2 separate regions of the Gossypium hirsutum genome follow, and region 2 is linked to region 1. Evidence: chromatin contacts called from public Hi-C data. All regions are on one chromosome and are shown on one strand. Each heading gives the region's core, a stretch centred on a gene start, on an enhancer-like site or on the middle of the called end of the contact. The rest is flanking DNA. Distances are from core to core; before and after follow the strand shown.

Region 1 (5,511 bases), core at 736-3,235:
ATCAAACCACTCTAAATCATTTGTGTCAATTTTTCTTAAGCTCTTTATTTTAAAATTTTCAAAAACTAATTCATCCCCTCTTAATATACATTGATTATAGCACATTATATTTAAAAATTAATACTTAATTTAACAAATTTAATACATTAAAATCATAATTAATTGTATCTATTATAAGTGTACACATACATATTCAATTGAACTTTAATCTCAATTATCAAAATACTTTTTATTTTTTAGAATTTAATATTTTTATATAAAATTTCTAGATTTTTTTTTACTTTTATTTAAACTCATAATAAGTGTTGAAGTAATATGTATTTAATTACACTTTAATTATAATTTAAACTATACAATTTGATCAATAAGCAATATCTTATTATGTTATTTTAAATTATTTCTTGATTAAAATTAGATTAATTCTATTATCAGGGAAAAACACAAAAAATAGATATACATGAAAAATGTAGTATACAAAGAGGTGTTATTATAAGAAAGGCCAACATGATCAATTTATTGTATAACTAAAAATAACATTATTATTTAATATATTGATGATCTCGTTCATTTATTTACACTGATTTTGTAGAGATAAAAGAAAAAGTAGAGATTGAAGAATAAAAAGTATGGTATGTACTATGTCCATATTTTAAATATTGTATAAAATACTTTTTTTAAATATTGTAAAATTACTTGATTTATGATTTGAAATTCTTTTATTAGTTATATGAAATCAAAATATTTTATTAAATAATAAAAATATAAACGTGAATATTTACATGCAACACGTGATATAAAAAATAATGTTGATAAAAAGATATAATGTCAAATTTAGCCTTCAATTTTATATCTTTTGTTAATTTGGTCATTTTTTTAAAGTTAAATTTGGCCCTCAACTTTTTAAAAGAGTCGAATTGTTGCTTTTTAAATGGAAATATTGACCAAAATGTTAAATTTTTAAGCATAGCAACCGACATGACAATCTACATGTACTTCCTATTTTTTACTTTTTATAATATTTTTATAATTTTTAAATTATTTGTTAGCATACCATATAAAAAAATATTGTTATATTAGCACGAAGTATACATAAATTATTACATAAATTATTACGCCAATATCATGAAAAAATTTAATATTTTAGAAAATATTTCTATTTAAAAAAGAGAGATGACTTTTTTTTGTTACTCGTCTCTAAGGGAAGTCGTTATTGTTTGCCTTTTGAAGCTGGCATGGAATGCCTACATCCATTATATCCATGCTATTTGGTGTGAAAAGAATGGAATGTTTTTTGGGAGAGCTCATGGCAGATACACTGCCTTTAAAGATTAAAGAAACAATTAAGATTAGACTGATGGGTAAGTGATACTGTAAATATTTAGTCTTTGTTCTAATTGGGTATTTTGAATTATAGTGATTAGGTTGAATTTGTATAGCATTTGATTTTGGTTGTTTTGTTGTTTTTTTAGCAGCTTTTAAGTAATAAAATTGCAATTTTTATCCAAAAATAAATTGATATTATGTTTAGAGACATTCCATTAATGATTTAATGGATGTGATAAAAAATTCATTGTAATAAAAAAATTGGATCTAAATAAAATAAAATAAAATAAAAACAGCTTAATGATTCAATCATCAACCGTGTAATTTACCTGGATTAATCATACCTTGGTGGAGGCGACGAATCAATCCTAAAATTCCTACCCTACGTGTACGATCATGATTTAATGATGAAAGCTCACACAAAACCTTATATGCACCGAAAACACACACCCAATTTAATTTAATTTAATTTTAATTGTTTATATTATACAAAAAAGGAAAGCAACCTTTGGACGAATTCCCGCGAGGAGCGGTATCGGTTGGGTCACATACCTTCTTTAACGGACACGAGACTCTAAGAATAACACTCAAGACAAAAGTGTATGTGGCTGCTATCTATCGTATTGCCCACATATATCACATACATTCCCTCTTCATGTTAGTTCGTGATTGGAACTCCTTTTCCCACGAAACCTGATTCCAATATATATATTTTTATTTATATTTTAAGGAGCCTTTGCTAAAACGCGGCTAATGGCTATATACGCCGAGGCCGGCATTTAGCTTTGTCATCCTTCGCCATTCTTCTTTTTCTCACGTATGCAGGAAACCAGCCCACTGTTTTATTCTTTCTTTTTATAACTATTTTTTCTTCATGCATGTAAATCCTATCAAAATCTAATTCCATTAACATTTTTTTAATATTTAAATTTTTTTTATAAATTTTGGTGATGCATGAAAGGTAAAGATTTCTTTACTTAAAGATTATCTATATCATCTGTGTTTTTCAATCAATATCTTTAATTTTGTTAATTAGAGCAATAAAAATTCAATTTTTTTCTTTCTTCTTTTTCAACAAAAAATGGAACCTGAGAGACCAAATTATGGTGCGATAATGGTTCACTTGAAAAAACCGTATTGGGTTTTCCTTATTCTTCTCTTTACATTCGTAGCTGTTCTCACTTTTCAAATCTCCACAAAAGATATCCTTCCTTTCCAATTCTTTGGCGTTACTGGATCACGTAAAACCAGCGTCACATCCGGCTCCGAACCCGTCCCCGACCCCGGAAGTTGCGCCGGGTTGTTGGGAGAGTTTCCTGAGAGAAAACATGTTATGTCGATAAAGGAATTCGGAGGAGTTGGCGATGGGAAAACCTCAAATACGGCTGCATTTTGGAAGGCGATAGTTCACATGCAACGTTTAAGTAACAAAGGCGGGGGTCAGCTTAATGTGCCCAAAGGAAAGTGGTTAACAGGAAGCTTTAATCTCACCAGTAATTTCACTTTGTTTCTTGAAGACGGTGCAGTTATTTTAGGTTCTCAGGTCAGCAATGCTCCGTTTTCACTATAACATATATATTTGATTTGATGGGTTCATTTTGGCTTCTCCAGAATTGAAGTTGGATGATTGTAGATTGTTGATTTGAACATGATACCTCCTAGTTGAAAGCTTAAATTTCTTTTTTTTTTTTTAAATCAATTTGAAAACTTAAGTTTTAAATGCATTGCTTCATGCTTTATCATCTCTGTTTGTTTGTCCGTTTCAAGTTGTTTAATTTTTTTGGTTTTGCATTTGAATTTGAAGAATTAAGTTGGACGATTAATGTGTGTCAAATATAATTTTATTTCGTAGTTTATGTTGTAGAAGAGAAAATAGAGTGGGTTACTTCGTTTATCCTGCATGAATTGTTTCTTCATTTTTTTTACCCAAATTCAAGATGTTTCTTCATTTTTCTTACCCAAATTCAAGATTTTGCTTAAGGAACATTGAGCTTCTTACCACACAACCCTCGAACCTTGGTGGTTACTCTCAGTACTTAGCTTTTCTCAAAGAATTCTTTCCCTTTTCAGGCGAAAAATAGGGATTAAAAGAACCTTGTGATAGGTGAAAGAAAGAGCAACTTTATGAATAGAAAGTGGTGCAAAGTTCAAATAGAATTTAGAAACATAGCTAGGTTTTCTCACTTTGTGTATGTCATGCTTTGAATTTGTTGTTTCTCATAGCCTTTTTTCTTTAGAAGAGAAACAAAGTTGGGTGGTGTCGATGTGCAACTTTAACTAAAGGACCCCCCCCCCAAAAAAAAAAGCATATTTTGTTCTCATTTCAGTTCAAATTTAAAGCAACAAATTTAGGTGATTTGTTTGTAAAAATTGAAACTAGATATAGGGAATCTGGTGTAAATAGGGGATCGATATTCTTTGTAAAATTGAGGAGATTGACCGTGGTGATAAAAGGTATTAGTACTGTGAATTTTGGGAACTATTGTCAGCTGACTTTATCCTTTTGAATCACGTAGAATGGCATTATCACATTAGCTGTACCAGGAAACTATAAAAAGAGCGTTCATCCCTTATGTTTGGTGTATTGAAGGAACACAAAATTGTTCTTTGAGGGCAAAACAAATTTTTTTGGAACATTAATTTGTTCTCACTTAGAAGACTTGGTTTTCTGACGGAATTCATTGAGTGTATGAGATTAAGGCTGCCAAAAATCCTTAGATTGGTTGAGCTTAAATTAGCGCTTGTACTGTGACTCATTTAGTGAATTTATCTCCGGGCAAATCTTTGCAAATGTAAGTTATTATTGAATTGCGTAAACATCTTTGGTATTCTAGTATTTCTGTTAGAAGTAGACTGTTTCACATAGTATCGCAACATTCTAGTGCAACAACGTAACAACCAGAACCTTTCAAGTTGTTTACTAAAATAGGCAAACAATTGCTGTCTAATTATTTTGGTCACCTGGAAACTGTTAATGCATTTCTTTATTTATTTAAATTAGTTGCTGAAGTCTGCTGATCTTTTAATATTTTGTTTATGAGTAATAGGATCCAAAGGAATGGCCTGTTGTAGAACCATTGCCTTCTTATGGTAGAGGGAGAGAGAGACTGGGAGGAAGACACATAAGCCTTATTCATGGAGATGGCCTTACCAATGTAGTCATTACAGGTAATTTTATCAATTTTTTAAATAACATATTTGGAGACATAGTTATGGTACTTTGATGATTAATAATGAAATTGGAAAGAAGAGTTGCTTTAACTTGCACACACATGCACGCACACATGTATGCATAAATCAAAAGTTATAATGGCAGCCAGCCATGTGTTACATTTTGCTTTTCTCAAATTAGATTTAATTGACTTGACTAGGGCTCATGGATTATAACAAAATGAATGCTTTCCCATGCTTGCTGGGTAGAATTTTAAAAAGCATCTAAATTGACACTTTGATAAGCTATTTCTACCTGATTTTAACTAGTAGTTGGGTTTATTTAAAAGCAGTGAAACAGCTAGATGTCTTTAGTTCCACAGAGCAGCTAGCTGCCATTGTCATCCATTACTAACTTGTCTGTGAAGCATTTCTACCTTCTCTAAAGATTGATCAAGTATGTGTGATGAAGAGTTTTAATGTTGTAGGACAGAACGGGACAATTGATGGTCAAGGTGGGATGTGGTGGGATTTATGGCAGAACAGAAGGCTAACACACACAAGAGGCCACCTCGTAGAGCTAATGAACTCTCATAACATTCTTATCTCTAACCTAACCTTCCGGAATTCACCATTTTGGACCATTCATCCTATTTACTGCAGGTTTGACCTCTCTAGCATGCAGTAGCTTGTTTTCTTTCATTTGTTTATCCATTTATTTTGTTTTGCTGGTGTGTGTTTTTTTCGGAGCATGACTATTTATTAAGGTCAAAAGAACTGTGAACTTCTTTTGCACCTTTTGAAGATAAGATGCATGTCTTGGTACTTTTATAAAGGACTAAGATCTTGATAGCTCAACTAATGAATCCTCTTATATTTTTTTCACCTGAACATTACCTATGGAAGATACTAAAATTAACTTGAGGTTTTGTTTTGTGTCACATTGCTGTTTTCTTTATCTTAAAAATTTAACATTTCTCTGGAAGATTAACATTAGTTTTCTACTTTTTTTCCTTCAGCAATGTCGTTATTAAGGGC
Region 2 (5,264 bases), core at 366-2,865, 730 kb before region 1:
TTCCCAGATGAGTTCTCTTCCTCAATCTGGCCAAGCACACTAACAATTTGCTCCATATTAGCCAAATGTTGCTTCTGATGTGAAGCCTCAATCTCCAACTTTTCCTTCTCCTTTTGCAAGCTCAATGCTGTCTCTTTTTCATTCCTTAAATCCCTATCAATCTTCTGAATATCAAGCTCTGCCAAGTCAACAATTAACTTCAAATTATGCTGCAACTCGGGCATCGGAACATCATTCTCTCTTGCCTTCTCTTCAGCATCTAGATTCTCCAAGTTGGTTAAAACTCTTACTTGTGGCCCCCTCATATCAATCACCTTCTGAACAATCTCAACACCCTCTTCTTGCTTCTTTGCTAACAACTCTTCCACTGTAATATACTCCTCCTTTTTCCTCCCCTTTGCATTCTTCGACCAAAGCCTCTCCTTTGCTTTCCCAACAGGCTGCTGGCTCACACTTTTCTTCTCTTCCAACTGCTGCAACCCTGGCAACTTAGCCTCCTTAAAATCATTAAACCCCATCCCCATATTCTTAGGCCTCATCTTTGCCTCAATAGGTGCAACAATTCCTTGCTCATTCTTCCCAAGACCACCTCCTTTATACCCCATTTTCTCAAGCAACTTCATCCCAATACCCTTAGTATGCTTCTCGAAAGACCCAACATCACCATTACCACCTCCAGCCTCCCTTCTGCCTCCTAAGCTTTTCTTCTCCATTTTCAACCTCTCCCTCTCTTTCTCTCTCCTTTGTGCCCCTTCCTTTATCTTCCTCCCAAAGGCAGTAGGCAAAAAACTAGTATCACCATCCTCATCAGCAACAACATTACCATCACTTTTGGGCAAGCTATCATTTCCACCAAACCCTAAACCTACGCCAGACCCCAATCCAGGCCTGCTATCATCCCCATTATCATCCCGAACACTATTATCGTTCTCTACCTTAGAATTATTATCGATTTCTTGGGTAGGCATTACAGTACCTGTAGAAACAAAGTTGACAGGCTTCGTCAAGTCGGCTTTCTTCCCGAATTCTTTCCTTCTCTTCCTTGATGAAGAAGAACCACCGTCTTCAGAGTCGGTATCAGATGCAAAAACACCATAAATAACATCATCTTTTGTCTGAGTCCGTTTTTCTTTGCGCTTTTTGTAGTAGAATTCGCCGTCTATCCATTGTGCGTCTTCAAAATCGTTCTCCATCCCAAACCTTTCCATCTCTTGATATTCATCCATTTTCTTCTCCGCTTTTTATCAAAATCTGAAGCAAAAAGAGCAAACAATCAGAATTTACAAACGGAAAAAAGAAAAAGCACAAACGGGGAGATCAATAAAAGTTTGAGTAAGAAGACGAAATGTAAAGTAAGATTAATAGTAGCAAAAATACCTGGAAATCTCGGCCAGAGGAAAATTTACAAAGAGGGTGGGAATCAGATTTATACGAATTTGAAGAACAGGGGAAATTAGAAATCAGAAAGAAGTGGGGGGGAACGGAGTAAATTAGGGATTTAGGGTTTAGGTTGCACTTAACGAGTCCGGGTAAGGATCCGGAACCTAAAAATGGTTTGATTTTATACCTGGGCTAACCTTCTATTTCTCCAAAGGGTGGGCCCAATTATTTGATTAAATATATGAAGTAGTGCAATTTATGTTTAAATAACCAGTTTATGTTTCCGGCTTTAATTGCAATTCACACAATTTTATACCTCTTTTACAACGTATATTCATTATACCATTGAAAATTTGAATTGATACTCAGAAGAAATTTAGGCCTTACTTAGTAAGAAACGAGATCTACACTCTGTTTAAATGTAAAATCAATTTGATTTTCATGTTGGATCTTTGTGATGTGAATTTTAGATCACATCAAATCATGTTGAATATGTTTTTTTTTTCTTTACTTAAGAGAACGAGTGGATGTAGTCAAATCATGTTTGTTAATTTTTTTCTTAGGTACTAAAAGAGTCGGAGCAAGATTTCTTAGCTTAATTGCAATCAACCATTAGGTTATGGTTAATCAAGTTCTTTTGTTGTTCAATAGGGCTCTGTGTGTTAATGTTTGTTCTAGCATATATTTTTTATGAGGTAGCAAATGTGAATATATATATATTTTTATGTTTGCTATCATGTTAGCCAAAATGGGTGGGATTGTTTAAATTATATCCAGTTGGTTTCTCAGTTCATTACTTAACATTTTAAGTTACATTATTGGTGTTAGGGCTCAACATGAAGTTGTGATTATCTCCATACCCATTAGAGGCACTAAAACCTAAAAATTACTCGTCTTCTTGCTTGATCTCTTTGTCAAAATTGATGTGGGTAACACTGGTAACATGAGAAAATTAATCTTCTTTCACCGGTAAAACTGCATGTAATTCACCAAGGTCTATAAAGTGTGAATAATAGAATAATTGATAGTAGAATTAGTGTTTTCATTGTTCTAAATATTAGACTGAATCAATGACATTGGCTCAAAGGCTGTGAAAGATCTAGTTGGAATGTGATAAGTAGTGCAATCTTTGTATAAATTGAAATGAAACAAATGGAGTGTGATGAGAGGATGGGAATGGTAGTAGCTCTTTAGGATTGAGAAGTCATATTCATGACCATGAGTTTCTTCTTAAGCTTGGTGTTCTAGTAGTTCTTAATATCATTGTTAGTCCGTCCTAGTAACTAAGCAACCATTATTGGCCATAAATCACGTGGCATCAAACTATTAAGAGCCTATATTTTATCCATATTTACGAATTATTTAAGTATAGTTAGGAAAAAAATCATATTTACATAATGATTTATTCGATTTTCTAACTTTATAAAAGAAAGACATTGAGTCGTCATTTATTTAATTTTTCATCTCTTTTAACTCTTAAACTGTATTTTTTTGTCAAAATACCTTGAAATGGTTGGAAAAGTAAACATTTTTTAACTTTGTTAACATGGTATTCCATGTGTATACGTAAGCAATTAATTAATTTCTTAAAATATCTAAAAATTATAGAATATTATTATAATTTTTAGTATTAAATAAACTTTACACTTTTTTAAAATTTTGATAATTTTTAAGTTTTTAGATTTTTTATAGGTAAAAAATTAATTAATTTTTCAAAATTTTTAAAAATTATAGAATATTATTATAATTTTTAGTATTAAAAAAATTTTACACTTTTTAAATTTTTGATAATTTTTAAGTTTTCAGATTTTTTTTAAAAATTAATTAATTATTAATGTGACATACATGTGGATATCATGTCAGTAAGATTAATAAATATTACATTTTCTATTCATTTTGGAGTGATTTGATAAAAACACAAATTCAAATATTAAAAGAAATAAAAATTTAAATAAAAAAAACTAAACTAATTTTTTTTTACAAAATTAAAGGGCTAAATAAATCATTAAGCCTTTTTAAAACCACAGAAAAAATCATGATGTACGACTATAAATTTTGTGTGCTACTTTAAAAGGGGATAAAATGTTGTTTGTGGTGTAGTGGTAAGATAAAATTAATAGTACTTGCTTTTTTCTTGTTTTCTCCTTTCAAAGCATGTCTTTTCCTTTCTTCTATAAACTTTCAAATAGTCTTATTCTAGGTTAAATTAGCCAAAAATACCAATAAAGTTTGTTAATTAGTCATATAGGCTGATTTTTTTTTTAAATTTAGGGAAATAGGTCATTTTTAGAGAGTGTGTGTAAAATTGTGTCTAATTGGGCACGCTTTTTGCATGGGTGGTAGGAAAGTTCACCCAACTGGATGTACTTTCACACACTCTCTCCCTAGCCAACGATTTTTTTAGGGTTTTTTACGGTTAGGGTTGGTTTTTAGGGTTTATGTATTTAGTATTTTTATTGTTTAGGGTTTAAGGGTGACACCGTAAAAGTTTATAGGTAGATTTAAAGGGTCGAGGATGCAATAATGCATCTCAGAACACATAAATTTTATATGTCATGTCAGGATAGGACCATTACCTCTGTTACTCATTTATGGAAGTCAAGTTCTGGGGTGACAGTGCGACGATCACAGGTCGAAGTCTAAGTAAAGGTCCCAGTTGGCGGTCGTTATACAATCATGGGTTTGAGTATAACTGAGGGCCAGTTGACGATCGTTATGCGGTCACGAGTTCAAACTTTTTGGATACTCGGAAATAATGCCTTAAATATACTATACATAAGACTGAGGCCATAATCATAGGAAAATGAAAGGCTTTCCGATGTAATCAACGTAATTTTTTTCTCTATTTCTAAGCAGTCGGTATCTTTAACCTTTTATTCTTATCCAAAGGCTGACACCGAGGTGGACACAAGAGGAATCTTAGGAGGAGAGTGGATGTTTCGGCTGAGTAGAGGTCAAACTCGGGTCGACATAGCAATATTTGTAGTTATTAGTGAATTGTTTAATAACGACAACCATTTTTGCCCCGAAAAGAGCACCGCCTAGGAGTCCTCTTGCGTCCATGATGGTGTTGGCCTTCGAATAAGAATGAAGGCTAAAGATATCGGTTGTATGGAAATGAAGAAAAAAATTACACCGATTATAGCAGAAAGCCCCATAATTTTTCCTTGTAATTATGCCCTTAACTTTTGTATAGTATTTATAAAGCAACATCTCTGAGCATCCAAAAAGTTTGAGCTCGTGACCGCACAATCACCTTCAATTAACTCCCCGCAATAACGGCCATCGATCGAGACCTTTACATAGACTTCCATCTGTGATCATATAATGCACCATCACCCTGAAACTTGACTTCTACAGGATAGGTTTCTGAGGTAATGTCCCATGTCGGTATGATATATGGAATGTGTGTTTCTTGGAGCGATATCGCATCACCGATGACTCAAGAATACCTTAAACATGAATAAATATTATTGACAAAAAATATGAACATTGAAGCGAGAAGAAAACTGAGAGAGAGAAATATCGTAAAGTGGAAGGGTGATGGTTAAGAGAGATGATTGTTTAGGGATGATGGAGTATAGAGGGACAGCCCCCTCTTTTATAGGCACTAAAGAGGGGTGAGATTAAAAAGGAAAAATAATTTATGGTTGAAAATACGTCGTAGAAGAGACATTTTCATTGAACTTCTAAAAGAGGTACCTTAAATCTTACCAGGGATTCCCAAGCTCAGGGCATATTGGTAGGCTTTGATGGGTGGTGGACAAAAAACGCATCCAACTGGGTGAGCTTTCTTGCTGACATGTCAGGGAAATCGTGCTTATTTGGACACACTTTCTCACATTTTCCCTAACATGTTAGCAATAAAGCTCACCCAATTGGAC

The links. Hi-C and Micro-C count contacts between places; a contact is called where the count stands out from the background.
Region 2: a Hi-C map of leaf shows a contact between it and region 1, with 2.1 times the contacts expected there. The contact joins the promoter of LOC107913566 here to the promoter of LOC107913584 in region 1. A contact is called at or near these places in 2 of 34 Hi-C or Micro-C datasets (both in leaf).

The regions. Positions count from the first base shown.
Region 1 is chrD11:47,190,631-47,196,141 of Gossypium_hirsutum_v2.1, reverse strand. It overlaps LOC107913584 (probable polygalacturonase), which reads left to right and starts at 1,985. Exons shown (of 5, transcript XM_016842217.2): 1 at 1,985-2,866; 2 at 4,371-4,491; 3 at 4,962-5,136; 4 at 5,493-5,511. The coding sequence starts at 2,405.
Region 2 is chrD11:47,922,195-47,927,458 of Gossypium_hirsutum_v2.1, reverse strand. It overlaps LOC107913566 (septin and tuftelin-interacting protein 1 homolog 1), which reads right to left and starts at 1,615. Exons shown (of 2, transcript XM_016842200.2): 1 at 1,378-1,615; 2 at 1-1,251. The coding sequence starts at 1,226.